2 separate regions of the Mus musculus genome follow, and region 1 is linked to region 2. The links are chromatin contacts, called in public HiChIP or PLAC-seq maps. All regions are on one chromosome and are shown on one strand. Each heading gives the region's core, a stretch centred on a gene start, on an enhancer-like site or on the middle of the called end of the contact. The rest is flanking DNA. Distances are from core to core; before and after follow the strand shown.

The links. HiChIP or PLAC-seq counts read pairs in DNA pulled down with a chosen protein or histone mark.
Region 1: a contact with region 2 is called in an H3K27ac HiChIP or PLAC-seq map of SST interneurons, with 2.4 times the contacts expected there. The contact joins the promoter of Ntm here to the enhancer-like site in region 2. A contact is called at or near these places in 3 of 484 Hi-C or Micro-C datasets (cerebellum and cerebral cortex), 2 of 115 datasets of contacts at active chromatin or transcription factors (SST interneurons and embryonic forebrain) and 1 of 9 other capture datasets (adipose tissue).

The regions. Positions count from the first base shown.
Region 1 is chr9:29,408,977-29,414,716 of GRCm38.p6, forward strand. Ntm (neurotrimin) reads right to left here and starts at 3,709. Exons shown (of 7, transcript NM_001357602.1): 1 at 2,580-3,709. The coding sequence starts at 2,746.
Region 2 is chr9:29,023,522-29,029,272 of GRCm38.p6, forward strand. The region is part of intron 3 of Ntm (neurotrimin); the gene reads right to left. Among named protein-coding and RNA genes, the nearest start is that of Gm15520, 9.1 kb to the right of the region's middle. Within about 2 kb of position 3,075, at least 11 of the 459 cell types and tissues checked have an H3K27ac peak or open chromatin away from gene starts, as enhancers often do. A contact at or near this core is called in SST interneurons, where this site is marked.

The DNA.
Region 1 (5,740 bases), core at 2,459-4,958, 390 kb after region 2:
GCCAATGCCTCCGTTTTCTCATCTGTAAAATGTGATAATAGTAGCAACTTCATAATGATTATTATTAGAATTCACTTATAATGTTAGGAGGTTGAATGACAGATAGGATATTATATAAAGCACTTTAGTATTCCCTAATACAAGGCGACTTCTCAACAACACTGGGATATTTAGTTTAAAATTCTGTGTCATGTGATCTCACCAAGATGGAAAGTTTAGAAAGGCCTGCAACTCTGTACAGATTGCCAGTGCGGTTGTTTCCTAGTATCTCCAGAAAGATCACTAGAGATAATTAGATAAACTTTTAAAGTTTCTACAAAGTAGAATTTGTTGCTGAGACATTTATTCTCTTTAAGGACTACAAAAGACCTCCAGGATAATACTGATGAGAACAAAGCCAAATAAAAAGTAACCAGCGCAGAAAGCCCTCTGCTGGTCATGAGGGGAACTGCAGTCTTGCTGCAGGGTGGCCTTCCATGTGAGCAGAGGACTTCAGCCCCTATTTCTTGATCAGAAAGAAGACCCTGGATCATCTCATCCCTCAGTTTTAGGGTTCCATCCACTGAGACGTCCACCCTCCTGAAAGTCGCAAAGATATTCGGTCTTTTGGCCTGACACAGCATAGCTTAGATGGTGACCATCCTGATGTATATATAGGGAAGCAGCCTCACCCATATCCTCATAGTGTTGTTTGTGTTCAAACAAGACCACTGTGTGAACTGTCTGCGAAACTGTAAACAAACGCTGGTGTCTGAAAGAGACTACGGCAAGAGCAAAGCAGTCAATACATAATAATGCCCTGTTAGAAACAAGTCCAGGGCCCTGGCACCTGCTGGATACAGTCACTCTCAAAAGGCCATATCCTCCTGAACTATGGGACTACTGCTGTCCTGGGGTGACATTTTGGTCACTCCAATCCCCTTGCTTCCCTTAGAATGTGAGAGTCACTGTGGAGGTCTATTGATAGCTTCAGATCTCTAGGTCACTGACCAACTTCTTTTCTCTTTTGTCACTGTTCTGTGTGTGGATAGGTGTCTATGTGTATCTAAAACAATCCACCATAGATAGTGTCTCTATTTTGTCCCTGGAGGTCTGCTCCCTGTAGCCAAGGATTAGGGTCAGAGGGGGCATCTACAGAACACTAAATTTTCTTGACTATATTGTTTAGAGGTTTGTCTTTGTTTTGAAGAAGTCTGGAACCGATGCATATTTAAAACCAGATAGTTCATCTTAATCTAAAGTAGTCCCTACAAAGTTCATTCATGTGACAATAAGTAACCAGGAGTTCCTTGGAGTCATAAGAGTTAGGTCCTCAAAGACAAAGGATTTGGGGATGTTTGCAGCCCCTTGTGTGGTTTCTTTAAATCACGTGTATTTTTTGAAAATGTCCTCACAACTCAACTCTGTAATATCAGCACTCACTCCCCAAGATCGTCTGTCCTGTGGGTACCCTGTGCACAGTCCACAGGTACTCCAAGCTCATCACTGATGGAACCAGGACATTTGGCACCAAGGCCAAGGTTCATTTCCCAAGAATCTCCACGTTAGAGGATGAAAATAGTTTCCTGTTGCCTGCAGTCAGTACCATTGGCCAGTTTTTAAAACTTTATTAAAAAGGACACACTAAGTCAAGGAGAGGTACGGAGAGTTGCTTGCTCCCTTAAAAATTCCAGAGATGAGAATTTCCCATTACAATCATCCGGCGTGTAGCCCTCCTGTGAGTGGTGTGGTTTTATCAACTGGAAATGGAGTCAGTGCTTCAGTAGCAATATCGCGAGGGAGACAGTCTTGCCCCACTTAGCACAAAATGTAGCTAAGATTCTTCTCCTCCTCCTCCCCAGAGCTTGCAACCCTCAACCCCAGAACCGACCCAACACAACACTAAAGCTTAGGGTTTGCTGAGTGCCAAGTTTTGTACATGCTGCTTTGGTGAGCATGCATAACAATCAGAGCACGGTCCACTCGTGTAGAAGGCATTCTCCACAGACAAATCACAGTCCATGGTACCAGTGTCCAAAAGCCACATTCAGACAGGAAATCACATCTGCCTCTGCCCACCGTATCATGGAACAGACAACCCAGGAAAAAAACGTTAGTAAAATCCAGGCTCAGGAAAAGAGGTTTTTTTTTTTTGCAGAGTCCAGACCCTGTGGCAACTCTCAATGGCACGGGTAGTGCGAGGGCATCCACACCAAGCCAGATCCCTGCTTTGGGACTCATTAACTTCAGCAGGGAGATCATCCATGCTGAGTCTCAGCCAAGCCCCAGGTCACCATAGCTGTCAGGCTCGGGAAAAGGCAGTAGCAGGACCATTGGCTTCAAAATAAGACAGCTATCCCTCACCTTTAACAAACCCTTGGGTCAAAGGAGCCAGGTTTGGAAAGCACAGCTCTCCCCTAGCATTACCCTGAGGTTGCCACATTCCTTGGTAGAGCAGTTAGCTCATCCAGGAATTGTGCAGCGCAGCAAGCTAGGGATCTCTCCACTAGCCCTGGCTTGCTCCAGAGCACACACCCGCACCCCTGCCCCTTTGCCCCAGCCGAAACAAATCATCATTTAGTAGAGTGGCAGTTCCCTACCTGAGGGTGGCGCTCTCCCCCTGCCTGACCGTCACGTTGTCCATAGCTTTGGGAAAGGTGGCATCTCCGCTACGCACCGGCACTCCTGTGGGTACAAGGAATAGCAGCCTGAGAGACACGACCACGAGGCACTTCCAGGGCAGGAACAGGTACCCACAGACCCCCATTCTCGACAGCCACAACTTCCCAGAACTCCGGTAGTGGCACGCACACGCCCCCCGGGCGAGCACAGGAAGTGGGTGGGGTGGGGAGTGAGCGCGGGGACCCAGCGATGAACTAGCGGCGACCGCGCGATGCACTGGGAGGAGAAAAGCGCGCAGACTCCTCCAAGTCTAATATTCCTCCCCTAAATCCAGCCTCAGCTCGCAGCCTCCGAGAACCAGTTTCCACACACATCCGAGGCGGACTTTCTCCGTGCTGCCTGTAGCCAGGAAGGTGGCCAGGAAGGAGAAGCGCAAGGCAGGCAAGCAGGCGCACAGGTGCGGGTCTCAGAAGCTGCCTCTTCCCCGTAGCAGTTCAGGCATGGCACTTTGGACAGGAGTAAGCACTTTGGTATCCAACGGGGTTGTGGCTGGGTTGAATCCAGCTACCCAGATGTGGTCTACGATTCCTCAGTCGAACGAGAGGAAATCCAGCACTTTCTTAAGTTTCAGAGCAAGGCTCGGCGCCAGAAACAATCTGGAACAATAGCAGATGGAAAGTAGAGCACGCAAGAGGCGGCACGGAGGGAGCAAGGAGGCGCCTGCTAAGCCGGCTTCCTGCAATCCGGACTCGGGAATCCTGCCGCAGAGCCACGGTCAACTTGCTCAGAGCCCAGATTCGCGCTGCAGCTTGGGCTGTCTCTGCAGCGCAGCAGCAAGGTTGGAGCGGCGCGGCAGGGGCGGACCGCAGCGGTCCCTAGCCCGCTCTCTGGCTCGCTGCAGAAGACGAAGCGCAGTCGGCACCACCGGAGCCGCGGACGCCACGCTCAGCGGCCGCCCCCGGCCTCCGCGCTGCCTTCCTCCCGGGAGCAGCCCCGACGCGCGCGGGCCCCGACCGCCGGGGTTGTCATGGCAGCAGCTCCATCCCTGACCGCCACTTTCTCTCCTTGCCGACTCCAAGCGATCCGGCTGGCGGGAGGCACGGACTGTGCGCTCATCCTGGCGGGTGCGGGGCGCGGGCGCCCACCTTAACCCCCGCCGCGCCGGGCCAGGGCAGGGCGGTGTACCACCTCTGGCCACCGTTTTAACCATTTCCGGATTTGAAGAGCTAGCTCTTCGCAATTAAGAAGACAAAGTTACTGTGAGGTCTTAATAACCCTAGACATCTTAATAAGGGTCACAAACTAACTAGGAAGAGAAGAGCCTGCAGCATGCATATGTGCACCTTTAAAATGGTCAAATTAATTCTATCAGCATTGAGAGTACATTTACAACGTTAGGAAGATGCTTTAAATAATCTCATTTTTATTCAATGTTACACCACCCTTTGCACTACACCCACCCTCTTAAAACCCCGCAGACTCAACACAGCCATTCTAAGAGATAGTCCACGTAAAATATAAATGTGGAAATTCCAGAAGGACCTTGGTTGATGGAGTGAGCAAAATCCCTTTAAAATGTTGGTCAAGTTCAACACAGCCTTTTTTCAATTCCCCAACCTCACCCCAGACACTGAGAATGCTAACTGGGTAAAAGGTACACAGGCATGGGCCAGTGTAAGCCACAGCCTTGTTTATAAAGAAGATTCTCTGGGTTCTGGGTTCACACTCTGGCGTACCTGATTTCATCTCCAAGAGGCGTGGCTTTCTTTAAATCTTTGAAGCCCAAAGAAAGACTGGATATGCCTGAGCTTCTGTGACTTCTCTCTGTCTGCTGCTGGTTCCTCTGTGCCTACATCATGTTTCTCCCTTCACACTAACTCTGATGGACCATGCCTGGTCCCTGTACAGGGAACAGGGTAGATCCGTTAGAACAGTGTGGGTAACGCCAATAGGCTCCCTTCCCTGGAATTTCCAGTCCTGAGCTCCCAATACTGTCCTGAATTGTTACTGGGAAAGGAATGGGGGTACACTGGTTCTGTTTATTTCCCTAGACTTTCTCTTGCATTCAGTTGGGGCACTATTTTTTTTAAAAAGTCTATGAAATAAAAGTGGGTGGGGGGGAGTGCTTCCCCAAAGCCATCCAACACCAGATACGAAGAAAACATTACTACAGAACCATTATTAACCTCAGAGGTGCTGGTACCAATGAACATTGACGCTATGGAGTCACACCAGCCGTTTCCATGTAGATAGTATGTAAGGATCCACACGTGCACCTGTCCCACAATCTCCCCCTCACACTACTACAGTGGAGGGGTGGGTAGAGGTCAGCTGTGGAATGTGTTAACCAAACTCAAAAATGGCAAAAGAAGATGAGTAAGCTAGCTTTTCTAGCTTTGTAGTTGCCCAGACACTTCTGGGCTGTGAAGTATTGAGCAGCTTTACACTGGAGGTAGCAGAGTACTTGACATCAATTCATTACCAATTCCCTATTGTCTCCTCTAGTGACTTCTTCTGATATTAAAGTCTCAGGGAACTCATTCACTATTTTGACCATACCTTTTGACGTATGGTGCCCCAAAATGCTGACTGTTGACTTATGACAGCAACAAATGGCTTTTTTTCCAAAGCCTATTTTGTCTCATTCTCCAGTGGGAAAATATGAAAATGTGAAATTAAACTGTTTGGTTCTGTCAAGAGTTTCATGAGCAGGGGCAGAAAGTGTGAGTTTCTCTTTGCTGATGAATAGGCTTCTGGGTTCAAGGCTCTTCCCTTAAATCCAGCGCATTACTAATAATCCACTAACTATCCTCCTAGGGTCCCATCACAAGCCCTCTTCCTAGATGCCACACGCATGGAAACAAACTCCTTTTGGGCTTTGGAGCCATCTCCCTCCAGACCCAGGCCTGAGAATGAATGGAGCTGACTCCTTTCATGACAAATTCTAATTCGGTCTCTTGCATCTAATTCCAAATAGGTGCAAATGAGCATTAGGTTTTGCATCTACAAATGGGGATAATGACAACCAACAGGCTGTCCCAAGGGACCTACATACATGATTAACTCTACAGGAAAAATACTTAGAAAACCATTTAGGGTGGAAGAGCCTTTATTAATACATTTTTTTTCTGTTTCTGCT
Region 2 (5,751 bases), core at 1,825-4,324:
GTACGTGAGCATCTGGGATATAGCTATCAGGAAAACTCATTGAGCAGTGTTTCCTATTTGGAGGATTATGGAACTCTGGCCCAGGAGCTTGAACCTGAAACAGCTTTGTGTGTGTGTGTGTGTGTGTGTGTGTGTGTGTGTGTGTACATGCTCTCCCTAGGGGCAATTCTACTCTTTACCAAAGGGCAACCTGATAGCAGCTGAAGATGTTAAAATTAATATCTGCACTGTCACTGTTGTGGTCCTTCACATCACAAGTAGTGATGGTATAGAACCAAATCTGCATCAACTCACACTTTCTCAAAGGAAAATAAAGCCCTCTAAATCTAGCTGTCAAAAGCAAGCACATAACGGCAGAGTTAAAGCATCGCAGTACGTGTGCTTCCTTAAACATTTTATGGAGACTGGGAAGTAAAGTAGCTTATCTACAAGCCTTTGAAGAATGCCCATGCACAGCAGACAATTATCCATTTTATTAAAGGGTATAGTCATTGCCTACCAACACCTGGTTTGAAAGATATGGAGTCTGGTAGGTCCTGTATGGAGGTAGTGGGTTGTGGCCGAGGTGGGAGTTAGGGGACACGGCTTTCCCTTTTGAAACAGCATTCTCAGAGGCAGAGCAGACTCTCTCATTTGTCAGTTCACATGCCAAGAAAACTCTTACAAAGGGCGGTTGTTTGGTAAGGCATGGAGTAAAGAAGAGCCTTGGTTTTAACTCTGTAATTGAGATAATTTAAGGGATACATTCAATGGGATTGTAAAAGAAAAGTGAGAAGATTTTATGAAAACTGGAGATGGAAATCCTGTGTCTGTATTTGCAACTGGTCCAGAAAGGATGCATACCGGCCCTGTGCAGAGGGTAGTAACTGGAGAAGTCGCATGGACATACACATAGAATGGCAGGAAGAGGAACATTTGAGCCAAGAAAGAAAGAGACATGATTGAAAACTTTGTCATCCATCATTAAAGATTTCACGTAGGAGAAAAAGGTGTGTGTGTGTGTGTGTGTATGTGTGTGTATGTTTTCAAACAGTTGCCCAAACCTAGCCATCAACACAAATACTTCATACCTAATTGTGTTACCTGGAGCATGTGCAGACCCCTTGCCTATCTGTTTGTGAATTCCTTTCAACTTTGTTATTAATTCCATTATACACTATACATTATACATAGGTAGGATTCTTCAACCACATGGAATCTCTAACAGGAAAAGGGTAGGGAAAACAACAGAAGCGCTTACTTATTTTCCCAGTATGCTTTGCTACTTTTGCTACTTTGTATGAGATCTACCTGTCCCGGTAAACACATCTGGAAACTGGATACAAAGTGACACAGTAAGAGAAGACATGTAGCATTGGTTTCTGCCTATAGCCAGGAGTTTAGGAAGTAGGTAAGCTTGAGAAAATTATCCAATCTTACCACTCTTTGTAGTAAAATGCAGATATTCTTTTACTGTTTATAGACTGGGTATGAGGATTATATGAGAAAATTTGGAGAAAACCCTAGAAGAATAATTGACACCCAGGAGGTCTTCAGGGTTAGAAAGGAAAAAAAAAAGCCACAGAAGTTTGGGGTAGGTACTCAATGGTGACATTTGATAAGACCCCAGCCCTCCTCTGCTTTCATCTTCTCTTGCCAGTTAATTCATACTTTGAATTCACACTGCTCCTCCAATGGAAATTCCTAGCCAAGATCGTGGTTTCCATGTCTGCAGTCCAACTTTGGAGCCTGCTGCACCCCAGGCTCATATCTGCAGGGAAATGCCCATCTGTTGTTCCCAAGACTTGACTGCCTAGACTCCCCACTTCCTCTTCTCATCTCCTTTCACAGCTCTGCCAACTCCCAGTTCTCCTGAGGTGAAGTGGAATCATATTATCTTATGTCTTCTACACCTTCAATCTAATTACCTTGGTGGAGGGGTCCCACCCTCACACTGACACTTCCTGTTGTGCTCTCTGCACCTCTTCATTAATGCTATTATCTTCATTTGGGCCTTCATTATTCTCTCTATCTAACTTCATAGGTAGGTCTGGCTTATTTGTTAATTCTATTATTGCCCAACTTAGGATTGCTTAAATATTGGCAATAGCAATAATCAGTTGCTATTTAAATTCATTCTCTGCTTGACATGACTGACATTATGCTATACAGAAGCTTCTCTTGGGCCCTCGCCTATGTCTCCAGGTTTGTTCCTTAGCATTTTCCTCAAATGCACCAGACACACCAGCCGCATTCTAAAAATACCAGGCAGTACATGGATCTGTGTGTCTGAATCTCCCTCTCTGTGTCTGGAATGTCTTATCTGCTTTGTCCACTTTAAACATCTACGCAGGCTTCACAGCTGTCTGGCACAGTGCTTGTGAGAACCCTGTTTTGACCCTCACACGTCCTCCCTTGTCTCCACTCAGTATATGCCTCTGTTTGTTTTGGTTCAGGGATAACACTGCCTTGTTGTGTACTACTTTTCAAGAGAATGGAATCTTTTATTTATTCTATACCTACAACAGAGTTAAGCACATTGAAGTCACTGAGTGACTGTAAAATCAAGTGAAATCGCTGACTGATTTAGATGGCTGACACAGCCATCATGAACGGTTTAAAACTGTCTTTTCTCATTTCTAAGAAAATGGCTGATATCTACCTCTTAAGATTTTTCTTTGTTTGTTTCTTTCTTTATGTTTGTAGGTGTGGACACATAGAAAAGACTTCTCAAAATACCCTCAGACAAAAATAATTTATTTCACACTTTGTATGGAGAAAAAAAAATCTAGACCTGGGTTTTGCTGTCTTCACAAATGCCCCTCCTTAAAGGTTCTTTGTTCATGTCCCTGTTTCCTCTGGCTATGAGGACACAGTGTGTCCTCATCAGAAGAGTCTATGAGAGCTGTCTTAAATCTGGTTAATTTTTTGTCTCTGAGTGGAATCGGCTTGGTGGTGATTCAGCTTTGTCTATTTGTAATTAGTAGGCAGTGATTGCGAGCAACGTAATTAGGCTCTTTACCTTCCTAGGACAGGCAGAGGGAAAGTGCTGCCATCAACAAGAAATGGGGCTCTGCAAAGGAAGGGGAACCTCTGTGTGGGGACACGGGACACGTGCCACATGGAGAGTAGCTCTGTGCAGGAAGGGGAAGCAGCATTGGAGGAGATGGTTCCAAGAAAGAGCTGATTGCCAGTGAAGGTGCTGAATTCAGCCAAGCAGGGTAATGCCATTCGAGAGCATCAGATTTAGCCCTCACCTCCTGTTCAAGATGTTTAGAGCCTAAGATGTCTTTCCTGGATCTAGGATGGTGCCTGCCACTGACAATGCTGCTCTCCCTATCTGCCGTCTATGGCTCCCTGTAAATCACATGAACATGCAATCCTCAAATCTTCACACCTGGTAACTCTTACTATCTCTTAATCCTAACTAATGAGAGGATGGGGCATTTCACTCAATCAGAATCCAGCGTTATTGCTCTCTGACATGAGAATTTTGGCCACTCTGACTGATGAAAAGTCATTTGTCAATGTTGTTTAACACTCAGCTTCAGGAGACCAATCACTGCATCTAAATTTTGACTGTGACCCTCTGCAGTACAGTGGGATAACAGAATGGAGTCAGTACCTGAAAGCATGGGGAAAAAGGAGGCAGAAAGGAGGGGAGGAGCATTAAGGGGAGATGAGAGTATGAGAGAGGCAGCTGATAAAATTGCATGTTAAGCATGTACAAGGTCTCTGCTAGCCCAAGCCAGACCAAAGCCCATCTCTGAGAGATGTGGGTATGAAGTTCTATCAATAGCTATTGGCAATTCTTAGCTAGTAAGAGAGGAATGGTCAGTTTTTTCTAAGAGCATAGCCTCTTAGAAGTTGGCCATGCTCCAGTGGGAGGCCACACATCCAAGAATATTGGGGTAGCACAAAGTGGCACGTGATGGACTGGAAAACAAGGATACACAGTTGAGTCAGAGCTGAAGAGGGAATGAATCTGGGAGGAGTTCAGGGAAAGAAAGAGAACATAATCCAAGCACCTTGTACAACATTCTCAGAGAGCAAATCAAAAAGTGCAAGTCAATCAAGAAAAGCAAGTGGTTGGTAAAGGCAGGTGTTCAGTTGCTTCGGCAGTACAGAGGCTTGCTTCTGTAACTCCTGTTTGCCGCTGGAAGCTTTACATCAATGCCACCCCCAGGAGAAATCTACCACAGTCATACACTGTCTGACATCCTCTAATGTGTTGAAGACCACAGCACAAGACTGAATCACCATTTTTCTACAAGTGACATATCTTCTAGAATAGGGCCAGCCAACGTCTTTTTTTTTTTTTTTATGTAAAGTACAGAAGAGTAACAATTTTAAGATCTGCAGACCATGTGGCCTCTGTGACAACTATTGAACACCACTGACAGGGCATCAGAGGAGACACAGAAACCACATGGTTGTGGTTGCCTCTTAACAAAGCTTTAATTGTAGACAATGACATTTAAATGTCAGGTCATTTTAACTTGTTATAAGATACAGTGTGTTGCATCCTAAGCCACCACTTGGGATTGGGTCCAAGGCCTCCTGAGGATATCCACATCTACAGAGGTTTAAGGGCCAAATGTAAAATGTATTTGCAGATAGTACTCTAATCACATATACCCTTCTGTAGGATTTAAATTATCTCTAAATTATCTACAAAGTCTCGCATACTACAAACCTACGCAAATATTTTGTCACACTATGTTATTTGGAGGGTAATGATAAGAAAGGGTGTTCTATAAATGTCTCATGCAGATGTAATAACTTTGGATGGTGGATAGCTAAGGAGATGAATACAAAAATCCATGGATATAGAGGAGAAACTCTATTCTCCTTTTTTGATTGATATTCAACAATTCAAAAATGAAAAAAAAAATAGCTATACAAAAGTGCCAGCAGGTTGGAGTTGGCCCATCAGCAGTGGTTCACTGACCTTTACTCTAAGCGTCAGTCGCCTGCTTCCATCAGTTTTATAGTTCATGGCTCAGCTAACCCTCCCTTTGTCTTAAGTCCACACTCTCCCTCTCCTTTCCCAGGACTCCCATTGTACACTCTGGATGCTGGTATACATGGTCATTAGCTCCTTTATGCCCTTGTATTCTTGGAGAGATACCAGCCTGGCCCTGTCATGAGGATTTGAGAATCTGTATGGCCCTACAGACCTTCAAGCTGAAGCTACCAATTTTCAAATAACATACATGCTTTATAGTCACTTGGTGTCTTTGATTCCTAACAAAAGTTGTAGACTGAATCTTTTTCAAAGCTGTGACTTTGCGGCTCTTGTCATCTTAATAATTACGCGTGTCTCTTCTTCACATTTCTATGTTGACCTGGCAATTTCTCCTCATTTGTGGAACATCTTTATCCTGGCTTAGAGTTCCTATCACCAGTCCCACTTCTACATTATTCTCAGAGACCTGCTGTCCAGAAATACAATTGATCAAAACCTGACTCCCTTATTCACGACTCTTCATGACACTTTCCTCTGATCTCTTCTGTGACCTATTTCACATTTTAAACCCAGAACTTGCCTGGAACTTTATTACCTGCGAAGTCACAAATCTGAACATCTCACTGTATCCACAACATTCTGTCTTTCTACAACATTTGGTACATAACTGGATACAACAACAATTATTCTTTCATCTTGGGTCTCAAATCCACTGATCCAGCCTGTTCATCCTTTCTTCTCCCTTTACTGCCTTGTGATAAACCTTCGACTTCTTGACCTATCTTGTAATTCCTCATGCAGAA